Linked DNA regions of Sus scrofa: region 2 is linked to region 1. Evidence: chromatin contacts called from public HiChIP or PLAC-seq data. All regions are on one chromosome and are shown on one strand. Each heading gives the region's core, a stretch centred on a gene start, on an enhancer-like site or on the middle of the called end of the contact. The rest is flanking DNA. Distances are from core to core; before and after follow the strand shown.

Region 1 (6,176 bases), core at 1,701-4,200:
ATTTATTTATTTATTTATTTATTTTTGTCTTTTTGCTATTTCTTTGGGCTGCTCCCGCGGCATATGGAGGTTCCCAGGCTAGGGGTCTCATCGGAGCTGTAGCCGCCAGCCTATGCCAGAGCCACAGCAACACAGGCTCTGAGTCACATCTGCAACCTACACCACAGCTCATGGCAACGCCAGATCGTTAACCCACTGAGCAAGGGCAGGGACCGAACCTGCAACCTCATGGTTCCCAGTCATATTCGTTTACCACTGCGCCACGAAGGGAACTCCATTATCACCCCTATTTACAGAAAAGGAAATTGAGATTCAGGGAGATTAGTGCCTAGCTCAAACCAGACAGAATTCAAACTGAGAACTGTCGAATGCCAGAATTCGCATGCTTAACCACTTCAAGAGATTTTCCACACTCTTCCTTCCCATCTCCCCTTGGAGAATGCAAGGGGCAGGGAGGGCACATCAACCTGAACTTGAGAATTCAGCCACAATACAGCATCATCATCTCTCCCTTTGCTTCCTCCCCACTGGCTGGTCCAGCCTGGCCTGGAGCTCATGCTTGCTTATGAATTGAAGTATGCCTCTGTTTGTTGCAGAAAGGATATAAACAGAGAAGGCACATTTAAACTTCCGCTTGTAGACACAAAGCTGCGAGGGAGCTACAGAGGGACAGAGAAGCGCAGTGGTTAAGACCTCAGGGAGTCAGAGTCATACTGCCAGGGTCCGAATCTCAGCCATGCTGCTTAGTAGCAGAAGGCTCTGAGTGAGATGCTTCTCCCTGCCTGCAATTCCCCAGCTTTGAAATGGGGATGGTAACAGACTTCACCGCAAAGGAGTCTCTGTGAAGATGCAGAGTTAGTGCACAAAGCCAGACGGAGTTGGGCGTGGAAGGCGGGCACGCCCGGGGTGCCATTCCCCTGCCCTGCGGCAAACCCCCTTCAGTGCTGGTACAGGCCAATGCCTCTGGGGCATCTTTGACCTGACAGCCTCTGCTCTCCCTCCACCTTGGTCTTCAGCTCCTGCAGGTCTCCTGCCTGCCAGCCTCCTCACATGATAAAGCAGGAGTCAGCCCATTATCAGCGGGTGTGTTCCTTGTGCAGTGTTCCTTAACACTGGTCTCGCCCAGCCCCAAGGCGGGCTGGCTGGGGGAGGGGGCTCGATGTTTCTGGAGCTTGTACTGAGCACCAGATTTTCTTCCTCAGAGCGAGGGTGCAAGGGAGCGGGTAGCGATGATTCACAATGAGGACACAGAACTTAGGACAGGTCTGCTCACGTGTCAGGCTGCTGAACGCTTTGGAGCTCAGATTTCCTGCCAGACTCCTCGGGGGCGGAAGTTTGGCAGATCAGGGAAAGCGCGAGGCGAGGACTGCAAAGCCATCTGATCAGATCCAGCACAGCTCTCAAGTGGACTTTTGGAGCTGACCTGACACCTAGTGGCCGCATGTAGGAATTACTCCACCATTGGGCAGGTTCCAGGGCTGAGCAGGTCAGGTTTTGGGGGTGCCTGCGCCATGGGGGATGGCAAGTGTCAAGGGGTGGCCTGGAAGGTCCAAAGGGGTGGGGGAGATTTTGGCTTCTCCATACCCTCACCATTCCTCCAAAACTATCCAAACGAAAACTAACATTTGATAAAAAAATGTGCTTTTTATGCAAAAGATGAATAAAAGTCTTGAGAAAACATTGCCCTTTTTATTGATTCCAAACCTATAGCCCATAACATAATTTGGTACTTCATAGTCTCATAATCTTCAGGGTTCCATACTGCATCAGGGATTATTAGATGCTCAGTATGAGCATGGGCTTGGTGGAGGATTTTATGGATTATAATCGCCTAAAGAGACATGCTCCCTGACTTCAGGGGATCTAATTTATTTGGGGAGTCAGAGCAAAGACATCTATATACCTGATGGGAAGGGCGGGTGTGAGTTTCAGCCTACAAGCTCCTTACTGCATTTCCTTCTTTTCTTTTCATCATCTAACTTTGACTCTGAGCCCGTATACCATCCATTTAATGGACATTCAACTTCAGGCTAGGACCTTGAATAAGGGGAGGGAGAGGAAAATATGCCATGGGGAGGGGGACAGAGATTATTTCAAATAATGATCTTGCCACACATGCAGAGAGGGCTCAACATCACCCCACCCTCGGTGAAAAACCAGTGAGGCATTCTCTTGCGGCACAGCGGGTTCAGTGTCTGGTGGTTGTCCTGGCAGCAGCTCGGGTCACTGCTGTGGCATGGATTGGATCCCTGGCCTGGGAACTTCCCCATACCAGAGGCATTGGGCAAAAAAAAAAAAGGGGGGGGGGACCCAAAGGCTGGTGCCTCAATTCCTAGATGCCATTCCAGCACTTTGTGGGTGCTCTGCAGTGTCCTCGGTACCCCCAAACTCTCCCAGCTTTCCACCATTTGCCCCAAACAATTACCAGGTGAATTCAATTTCACAGATAATTTTTATTGAGCACCTACTATGAGCAGGCACTGTGCAGGTGCTTCAGAGGTGTACAAGAGAGTTCCTGCCCTTGTTTATCCCACAAATGACAACATTAATCACAGCCCTTGAAGGTCCCCATTCCCCTGATCTGCTCCGTGTACGCTGAGCTTGGCTAAACCTGCTCTTCTTCTGCTAAGCTCCTCATGGCCCCCTGCCCCCATTTTCTAAGGAATTTTACAAAGAACCACAGAATGGTGGGTTCCTGGAACAGATGGGCATCCTTTTTTTCAGCTGTTCCACTTTTTCAGGCGGAAGCATGAGGCTCCAAGGTGGCCAGGGGTTGTACCAAGGCCATGGCTGGATGCCAGCGCTCTCTGTCTCCTGTCCCCGGTTCTCTCCACATGACCCCCGGTATTTGCTTCTAAAGGCCCCTGTCCCCATTTCCTGAGCGTCTGTTCCCTCTGCCATGGCCTCCAGTGTCTCGGGCACTCCCCTCAACACAGTTGAAGAGCCAGCTCTGTGCTGACTGCTCTTATGCACTGACATCCTCCCCCTGCTCCTTTCCTGCCTCCTGGCAACCCCACGTCTCCCCAGTTTGTCTTCGTGGCTCTAACGAGGCCACCAAGGACATGTCCCCTCAAACCAGAGGGGAAGGGCACGCCACCAGCAGCCCGAGGTCCCAAGCCAGACTTTATTGGCTTGCTCACAGCCCTGGCCTTGGTGTCTGTCTGTCTGCCAAGGTTTCAGCCAGCTCTCCGCCTCCTCCCAGCCACCAGCCGACGTGCCAGTTCTCTGTCGCCGAGACTGCTTTCCAGACCAGACTTGTTGCTATGACTTCGCCATTTTCAAGAAACTGGTTTGAAAGGTAAGAGGATAACACTGAGCGCCAAGGCAGCCTCACAGCTGATCCACGAGCGTGTTTAGACAGCCTTGAATCCAAGTGAGACCATTTGTGAACCCGTCTCTCATCCTGGCAGAGCACTGAACGTGGTGAGGTTCAGCGTCAGCACGGGGATGCGGACGGGTTTACGTTGCCTGCAAGGCTCTGGCAGCAGATTTAAATTCAGAATGTGCATCAGCTCATCCTGGGTCCACTCTGCCAAGCCCACATTAGAGAGTCGTATGTGTGCAAACACCACATGCAAAAGAATGCTGGTGATTATTATTTGTAGTAACAGAACATTGGAAATAACTTACACGTCCATAAAATGAGATTTAAACATGAGACTTCTTTCTGCACAATGAAATGCCATGTGGCAGCTAAAAAGACTGAACTAGATCTAAACGCACCAACACGGACAGTTCGCCAAGACATGCTGTAAAGCCAAGCAGTTCAGGGGAACGCGACAGTGTGATTCTACTTATGATAAATAAGAAACTCTGTGTGTGTGTGTGTGTGTGTGTGTAAAATAACATAGTGAAAGACATTTGTACTCTAAGCCAATCACATGCCAGGTAGTGTTCTAAATGCTTCACAAGCATTAACTCATTTAATCCTCAAAAGCTCCCAGCACTGTAGGAACTTTTATTCATCCCATAACACAGATGGGGAAACTGAGGCCCAGGGAGGCTAGGTTAATTAGCCAAGGTTCCATAGGAGCGGAGCTGGGATTGGAACTCAGGTAGCCTGGTCCCAGAGCCCATGTTTTTAACAATTATAGAACATACGCATATGCATGCACACACACACACACACACACTTGACGGCAAGTACATGGGAAAAGCTTTAAAAATGTGCACCTGCCGTTGTGCACACGTGCACTCTGGGAGCAGAGGGAACCATGGGGATAAGGTAAAGCAGGACCTTCACTTTCTCCTTACTATACATCAGTGGATTTAGAATTTTTACATCATTTGTCACAAAAAATGAAAATTAAAAATTCATGCAACAATAATGATGACAACCCTGCTTTTCGACCAGAACTAACCAAGCTGGAGTGAGGGGATCCCCTGAGGGGAATTAGGAGGTGCCCACAAGAGCTCCCCACTTGCATCTTGAGACCCCAGCTCTGCCTCTTGATGGCCATGTGCCCCTGTCTGCAAAGCTGGAGGGTCGCTGGACCTGGACCTGGTTTCCTGACCTCCGCCTTGGGCTCTTGCCTGCCAGCATCCCAGGGAACAGGAGGTAGCACTTTAGGAATGGCAGGCAGGGAGGTCCAGGGCGAGCACGTGAGCAGCACAGGGCAGGGGTCCTGGGGGTATGTGTGCAAGCCTGAGCCGCCCTGGGGGAGGGGCCTGCTGGATGATGGTGTCACTCTTGAGTGACAGCACCGTGTTATTTATGTGCTTTGTCCCCACTTGACTCTTATGAAACTCTCTTGGGTCCTGTGCTTGTTATCCCATTCTAATGACCCACAGACAGAGAGCCCTGCGCATGGCCGCGTCCTTGCGGGAGAGCAGGCTCTGCAGCTGAGTCAGTCTGAGCCATGGCTTCTCCTTGGGGAGATGCGGATGGAGGCAAGGACAGAGGTACTGGGAGACGGCTTGTGGGGCAGGACCAGATGGGGGCCTCCGACAGGCTCCTTAGGGTCACAAGGCACAACGCCACAGAGCCCCATGGACCAACCTGCAGACCAGCGGGGGTCCTATGGCCTTGATGAGGGGGTCTAGCATGGTGTGGGTTCTGGAACCACACAGACCTGGGTTCTACAGCCACGGCCGCCCCTCTCTGGCCCTTCGGGCTGTGCTTTCCTTCTAAGGCTCCGTTTCATCATTCACAGTGTGGGGGTGATGAGAGTGCCTGCAGGGCACTGTGAGAATTCAGGCACCTGTCTGGTGATAGGTGGAGTGCTTGGCATGAGGCGAGGGCTCACAGATGTGGGTACTGCTGTGAATGGTAGTTATCACGGTCCTTTCTGATCTCTTCAAGGGATTCAGCCTAAGTCACAACTTGCCTGGCTGCCTGAGCCCCCGCAGAGTCGAAGGACCTGGGGTTCTCCAGCACACCCTGTAGCCTCACACTTCGGCCTTGGCACTTGCTGTCCTCTGTCCTTTTGTCTGTCTGTGTGACACCCTCAACCCTTGATGCCTCCTTTTCAGGCCACCGTGGTGCCTGTACACCCCCCTATACCACCCCTCTCTCCACGTTAGGGCCTAACTGTTTGCTCCCTGTGTCACCTCCGATCTGTCCCAGGGTGGCCCCTGGAGCTAAGGCGCCTTGGAGAGAACTGCGGGCTGGCTCAGGGTAGAAGGCAGCCCACGCGGGGCCCGGGCTGACCTGAAGTCCACCATGCCCGTCTTCTCATCCAGCCTCTTCATCAGCTCCCTGACTTGGTACCGATTTATAGGGACCTTGTTCTGCTGAAGAGGTGGATAGAACATTCGAAGTCAACGGAGCTCTCTGCATCTCCCTGCTCTAGATACCCCCCCAACACACACACACACACCAAGCACACATACACACCACACACACACACACCACACATGCACACACACACCACACCCCAACACACATACACACACACCACATGCACACACACACACACACACGCCACACACACGCCACACATACACCACACACACACACGCCACACACACACCACACACACCACACACATACACCACACACACACACACACACACACACACCACACACACACACACACACACACACGCCACACACACCACACACATACACCACACACACACACACACACACACACACACACACACACGCCACACCCCCAACACACAAATGCACACACAGACCCCACAAACACACACCACACATACACACTCCACAT
Region 2 (6,446 bases), core at 1,044-3,543, 200 kb before region 1:
GAGCTTGACTGGGTTTTCCCTTCACACTTGGCATCCCTGGAGCCTGCCAGGGCCTGCTGCCGTGACCCAGTTTCGCCGAAAGGGGGCGCCCTTGCTCCGCAAGACAAGGTAAGGTGCAGGCGAGGACCTGGGTTAACCAAGGCCAAGTCTGGAGGGGCTGCTGGGTTTCTAACTCCGCAGAGCCACAGTGGGTTTCAGAATACAAAGCGCGAGAGCTGGACTCAGATTCGTGCTGCTGATAGTGGTCTGATTCATCTGCTCTCCTGAAAAGTGGGGAGAGCAGGCCCGATCCAGAGAAACAGGGCCAGGGAGTAGGACAGGGCAGCCTGGTCTACACCCGGCCCCTCCCGCACTCACCACCTCCTGGGAGGTTCTTGGCGCTTAGAACCCACAACCCCGCTCTTAGCTCTGCCGCCCTCTCAGGCACCACCGTGGCCTGACGTCCCTCTCCCCCAGCCCACCCCCACCTCCTCTCCACAACCTGCTGGTATTATTACTTGTAACAATAGTAACCATTCTTGAGCTCATACTAGATCCAGGCCTTCTGGTGAGTACTTGGCTTAGGGAAAGTCAGTGAATCACCAGCACAGCCCAGATCAGCACAAGAGTAAAGCAGAGCTCGGAGACGCTGAGAAAGTTGCCCAGGAACACAGAGCTGTTAAGTGATGACCGAGACATCAAACCCTACGGGCTTCTGGGCGATTATCCAGCACAGAGCACTTTTTTTTTTTTTTTTTTTTTTTTTTTGTCTTTTTAGGGCTACACCCGCAGCATATGGAGGTTCCCAGGCTAGGGGTCAAATCGGAGCTATCGCTGCTGGCCTACACCACAGCCACAGCGATGCCAGATCCGAGCCGCATCTGCCAACTTCACCACAGCTCATGGCAACACGAGATCCTTAATCCACTGAGTGGGGCCAGGGATCGAACCTGTGTCCTCATGGATGCTCGTCAGATTCCGTTCCACTAGCCACAACGGGAACACCGGAAGCACTCATTTTGATCCCCAGACCCTAGCTCAGAGCTTCTTTCTCTCATAGTAGTTAGTAAGAATTTGCTGAATGAATGGCAGGTGTTTTCGTACTTGTCAGAGGGGATGCTAAGAGCTGAGCGCTCTGAGGATGGAATGAGAGGGTGTGTGTACATACCTGGCACCACACATGGACCACTGCAAGCGTCTAGTAAAAGCTGGTGCCAGTGCTGCTCAAATTTGACAGTGTGTGGAAATCACCTGCAAACCTGGTAAAAATGCAGATTCAGAATCAGCTGGGCCTATGATTCTGCATTTCTGACAAGCTCCCAGGGGTGACAGTGCTACCAATCACACTTACGGCACGGTACAGGGCTAGTCCCTTCTCCTCCTTGCCAGTCCCAAGCCCAATCCCACAATGGGGAGGCACTGCCCTCGTTCCCAGTTGTGGCTGCACATTTGCAATCCTCTGAGAACCTTTAATTACTGATGGTGGTGGGGAAGGGGTGGGGCTCCTACCTCTCAGAGAATCTGACAGAATTGGTCTGGGGTGTGGTCTGGGCATCAGGATTTTAAGAGCTTCCCATACAGCTGAGGCTAGACTTGCTGCCCTAGAGGTGCCTGTGGAGGGCAGTAACACACGCAAAAGGGTTTGGAGAAGTTCACCCAGCACAGGTGTGGGGGACAGCATTTGCAGATACTGGAGGCTGAGTCACCAGCTAGGAGGCTGGGCCAGAGATTAAAGATCCTGGCCAGGGTGGGGCCTGCAATCAATACTGAGTCCTCGATAGCTCCCCATGCCCTGGCTGGATAGCCCTAAAAAGGAGTGAGGCCTAGGATGGGCTGGGAGAGGGTGCTGGGCTTGCCAAGGACTGTGCAGGGTGTGTACTAAGGAGAGGCTCCATTTGGGTGCAGCAGGGTGTGGGGGCTGGCAGGGAGCTGGGCTGATTGCTGCTCACTGCCTCTTCGGTGCTACGTGAAAGGCTGGCCCCGGACTGAAGGCAGCTCCGCTGGCCCCATACTCATCCCTCCAATTGCAAACTGCTTCACTGGCAGTAATGATTTTAGGATTACCGCTTCCTGTGCACCCCTTAGCTGGGGCCACTGAACTAGACACGTTTCACCTTACGGCACAAGAACCTTTTAGACTCGACAGCAACCTAACAAATGAGGATCTGAAGCTCAGGGAGGTTATGTAACTTGCCAGGATCACACAGAAACCAGATCCAGATATGAAGCCATATTTCCATCTCACCATGATGCCTCTCCTCACGCTTTCCTTTGGCTGAAATGCTCTTCCCCTTCCTCTCCACCTCTCTAAACTCCAGCCGGTGCCAAGGCTGAGCTCCAATCTCACCTCGCCATGTGTTCCTTTCGAGGTCTTGGAGAGCTCCTGCAGCTCTGGTCTGTAGTTGGCTTTGGGCCACACTAGCTTGTGTTGCCACTCTCCCCATGAGTCACATCTCCGGGCTCAGCTGTGAGGGCTCCAAGGCCGGGGACCACATGTGCCTTTCTGTAGGCCCTGGGCCTCAGGAAGTGTTGGGTGCTGCTAGGGTTGGACCTAGGGTGAGGCAGGCGAGGTGCCTATGGTGCAAAACTTGAGGTTGTGCAAATGCTTCTGGCAGCAGCTACGGGGAGGCTGAGGAAAGGAGAGCAGGTGCTGTGGTGTGTGAGCCCAGAGTCTGAAAGTGTCACCAGACAGGATGGCCTGCTCCCTAGAACTCTCTGTGTGCTGGCTGATGGAGTGAACTTATCAACTAATTTATCTTTTGTCTTTTTTTTTTAAGGGTCGCACCTGCGGCATATGGAGGTTCCCAGGCTAGGGGTCGAATCGGAGCTGTAGCCGCCGGCCTACACCACAGCCACAGCAAGGCAGGATCCAAGTGGAGTGTGCGACCTACACCACAGCTCAGGGCAACGCAGGATCCTTAACCCACTAAGTGAGGCTAGGGATCGAACCTGAAACCTCATGGGTCCTAGTCGGATTCGTTAACCACCGAGCCATGATGGAAACTCCATTATCAATTAATTTATATATTGTGCCCCTATCAACACTTCTGTTCTCAACTAGCGGTTTAATGCGAAGGACTCTTGCCCTAATCAAAGGATGAGCAAGACCTAAAACCAAAGGTTATCAAAATGTTAATTCTGAAATAAAAGTAGAGGTGAGTCTGCCCTATCACCTCGCCCAGGCTGACACACCCAACTCTGGATGTACGAGAACTGGTGAGACCCAAACCATCAAAGAAGTGATTGACTAATGGATGGTGGTTGCTATCCTCCCATTAGAACAGAAGCAAGGACCATGTCTGTTTCATTCACCATTTCATGCCCTCCAACGAGGTCAGCACCTGGGACATGAGTGTGTTCATAACTTTATGTATTTGTTACTCTTAAGTAACAATGACAATGTCTCTGTCAGAAAAGCTTCAGGAAACAGTAACACTTTCAAGAGTGGAAATGATCAGGGTTTAAGAATATATAAAATTTAGGGGGGGTGTGGTGAGTGAAAATCTGAGAAGTGAGGATCACTTTTGAGAATTTTTTTTTTTTGGTCTGTTTTAGGGCCACACCCTAAAAAGAGTGAGGTTCCCATACAGAGGTTCCCAGGCCAGGGGTCGAATCAGAGCTGTAGCCGCTGGCCTACGCCACAGCCACAGCCACAGCCACAGCCATGCGGGATCCGAGCCATGTCTGTGACCTACACCCCAGCCTACGGCAATGCCCGATCCTTAACCCACTGAGCGGGGCCAGGGATCAAACCTGTGTCCTCTTGGATGCTAGTCAAATTCGTTTCCACTGAGCCATGATGGGAACACCCCCTTTTGAGAATTCTAAAGGTCCCCAAAGTGGGACCTCCTGTGGGGCTGACCTGTGCTGTCAGGTCCCTGATCACCTCTGTGGGTCCCCAAGCACTTTGCCCTTTGATTAAAAAAAAAAAAAAAAAAAAAAAAACCAATGCGACGGAGACATTTACCAGCAGGCACATGCTCTGCCACATTTCCCAATCCCCTGCAGGGAGGCCTGTCCTGTCACTGAGCCTGACCTGACTAGCACAACTGGCAACACTGGTGACTGACTAGTTAGGGGCTTTGTAGCATAACTGAGCCTCAGAAAATGCTTCAAGAATGCAAGCAGCACAAACTTGTAAATACATCTTGACTAGACAAGCATTGGCTTGAAGGCTTTAAAAGAAAAAAAAAAAAAAGGTTTCCACCCTGCAGTTATCCTGGGCCTGCTCGGCGTGCCAGGACCACCAGTGAAAGCCTACTGTCTGAACCAAGCCTGTGACGACCTTGTCAGCCGCGGGTATCCTGCACTGTTGGTTTGGCTGGTTCACTGCCCTTCCTCTGTGGGTTTTGCTTAAGTGAACTCTCATTTGCATTTCCTGAGGAGCCCAGTGACAGGCGGGAAGCCCAGAAGCCTTCTGAAGAAACAGAGGGGAGTCAGAATTAATCATTCTCGGGGCGGGGGGGGGGGGCACCTGACCTCCGGAACCAGGCTCTCCAGCCTCTGTTAAATAGCACGCAGGGCCTACCAAGGGGGCAGGTTTTTACTTGTGGGTATCTTTAAGCTTCTTCTCTTCCCCTGACTCTAGAGGGGGGCCTTAAGAATTTGTATCAGGGGTCATTCCAGCCCAGATCTCTGGAGGGGTATTATTATGGTCTTACTGTCAACTACTAGTAGCAGCTCTGAGTTTTTCGGCCGTGCTCTCAGCCCCAGGCGGAGGATGGGCTCCAGGCCAAGCACTACCATCTGCCCAGCCATCGGCCAAAGGCTTGAGGTGCCCCCGGAGAACGGAAGCCCTGACCCGCCGCTGTTAGAGACATTTACCAGAATTCCTGAGCAGTCCTCCAAGGCCACTGCAATTCCTGAGATAAAGTGAGGCTTTAGGAAAATGAAAGGCAGCTATTTTTACTCTCATGCTCCCCAGCCATCCTGAAGGCTTCGCTCATCGTTCGACCTGACCAGGGCCCTCACGCGGGCTGGCCTCGGGACCCTGCTTGCAGTTTTCCTTCCCTTTCATTTCCTTACAGCTTCTACCCACTCACTGTGTTACTCCACAGGCTTTTCTCTTTCTTTTCATCTCCTCCAGATGCTGTCATTTGAGGCAGGAACCACACAGACTGTTCTTTCAAGCAATTCTCTAATGTCTTGCATAACCATCCTTCAGAAAGAGATAGGAAAGCCACGTGTTATAGGAATGAAGGAAGAATTCTAAGAGGGAAAAAAGTCACAGTGGTCACAGGAGTCCATGGACCCACTGAGTCCCTCCTTCCAGACCAGTCAAAGGCTGGGTTGAAGTCTGCTCTCCTCCTGTCAGCTGTCAGATTTTGGTAGAAGGTAGCCTTAACTGTCCCAAGCAAATGACAACCCTTCAGGGGTGGATGCCGTCACCTGAACCCCACCGCCGGGTTTGTTGCGCAGGGAGGATGCCCTGCTCTGTGGAGCAATTTAAAACCCTTTAGAGGGGTTCCCGTCGTGGCGCAGTGGTTAACGAATCCGACTAGGAACCATAAGGTTGCGGGTTCGGTCCCTGCCCTTGCTCAGTGGGTTAACGATCTGGCGTTGCCGTGAGCTGTGGTGTAGGTTGCAGATGCGGCTCAGATCCTGTGTTGCTGTGGCTCTGGTGTAGGCCAGTGGCTACAGCTCCAATTAGACCCCTAGCCTGGGAATCTCCATATGCCGCGGGAGCGGCCCAAGAAATAGCAAGAAGACAAAATAAATAAATAAATAAAAAATAAAACCCTTTAGAAACAGCATTTTTTAGTACTTCACCTTAATCTCAGGATGTCAAGTGGACAGCAAAGATTACCCCCCTTCCCGATGATACAGGAAATGGAGATAAAGCTGCTTCCTGCTGCCTCTTCCTCCCAGTCACCCAGATGGTGCTCACCAGGCAGACCTCTGCTCCTCTCTAATCGCTCCTCCGGGGTGGGGGTGGGGGGGAGATGAAAGGTGGTACCCAGACCTTGCTGGGACCAGAGTCAGGTCCTCACAAAGCACCACCACAGCCACAGAGTGTATGACTCTCTACCGTTAAAATGATGTTAAACCAGCCTAAGGGCTCCTTACAACACACGCAGAAACATCCTCTCTGCCAAAAGGGAAGCTTCCTGGCATGGCGTGCAGGGCAGAGCTGCTGTGGCACCACTCAGATTCAGGGGAGGTAAAGGGAGTGGGGGGCCAGGAGGAAAATTTTAAAGGGTAGTGGGGAGAGAAATTTGGAATGAAATAAAAGCAAATTGACATACTCTCTCCAATATAAAAGCTGTTATGTCGTTCACTTCACATGAAAGTGCTATTTGCAGATGACTAGGAAAGGACATAATTAGATTTAACTCCACAATTCTCTCCTTTAGGGCCAATAATTCTTCATTTGAGAGTAGTCTTTAACAGTGAATCCACGTCAGCTTCAACCAGGTAATCATTAGAAAGGCAATGCAGACTGGCAAAATGCTTCTCCCAGAGTCACA

The links. HiChIP or PLAC-seq counts read pairs in DNA pulled down with a chosen protein or histone mark.
Region 2: an H3K27ac HiChIP or PLAC-seq map of skeletal muscle shows a contact between it and region 1. The contact joins two enhancer-like sites. A contact is called at or near these places in 19 of 47 Hi-C or Micro-C datasets (adipose tissue, alveolar macrophages, blood and 10 more) and 2 of 2 datasets of contacts at active chromatin or transcription factors (alveolar macrophages and skeletal muscle).

Annotation. Positions count from the first base shown.
Region 1 is chr7:100,002,060-100,008,235 of Sscrofa11.1, reverse strand. LRRC74A (leucine-rich repeat-containing protein 74A) reads right to left here. Exons shown (of 14, transcript XM_021100079.1): 14 at 5,581-5,733. The coding sequence ends at 5,581. Among named protein-coding and RNA genes, the nearest start is that of LRRC74A, 31 kb to the right of the region's middle. Within about 2 kb of position 2,950, at least 25 of the 83 cell types and tissues checked have an H3K27ac peak or open chromatin away from gene starts, as enhancers often do. A contact at or near this core is called in skeletal muscle, where this site is marked.
Region 2 is chr7:100,199,843-100,206,288 of Sscrofa11.1, reverse strand. No RefSeq gene overlaps it. Among named protein-coding and RNA genes, the nearest start is that of ZDHHC22, 22 kb to the left of the region's middle. Within about 2 kb of position 2,293, at least 20 of the 83 cell types and tissues checked have an H3K27ac peak or open chromatin away from gene starts, as enhancers often do. A contact at or near this core is called in skeletal muscle, where this site is marked.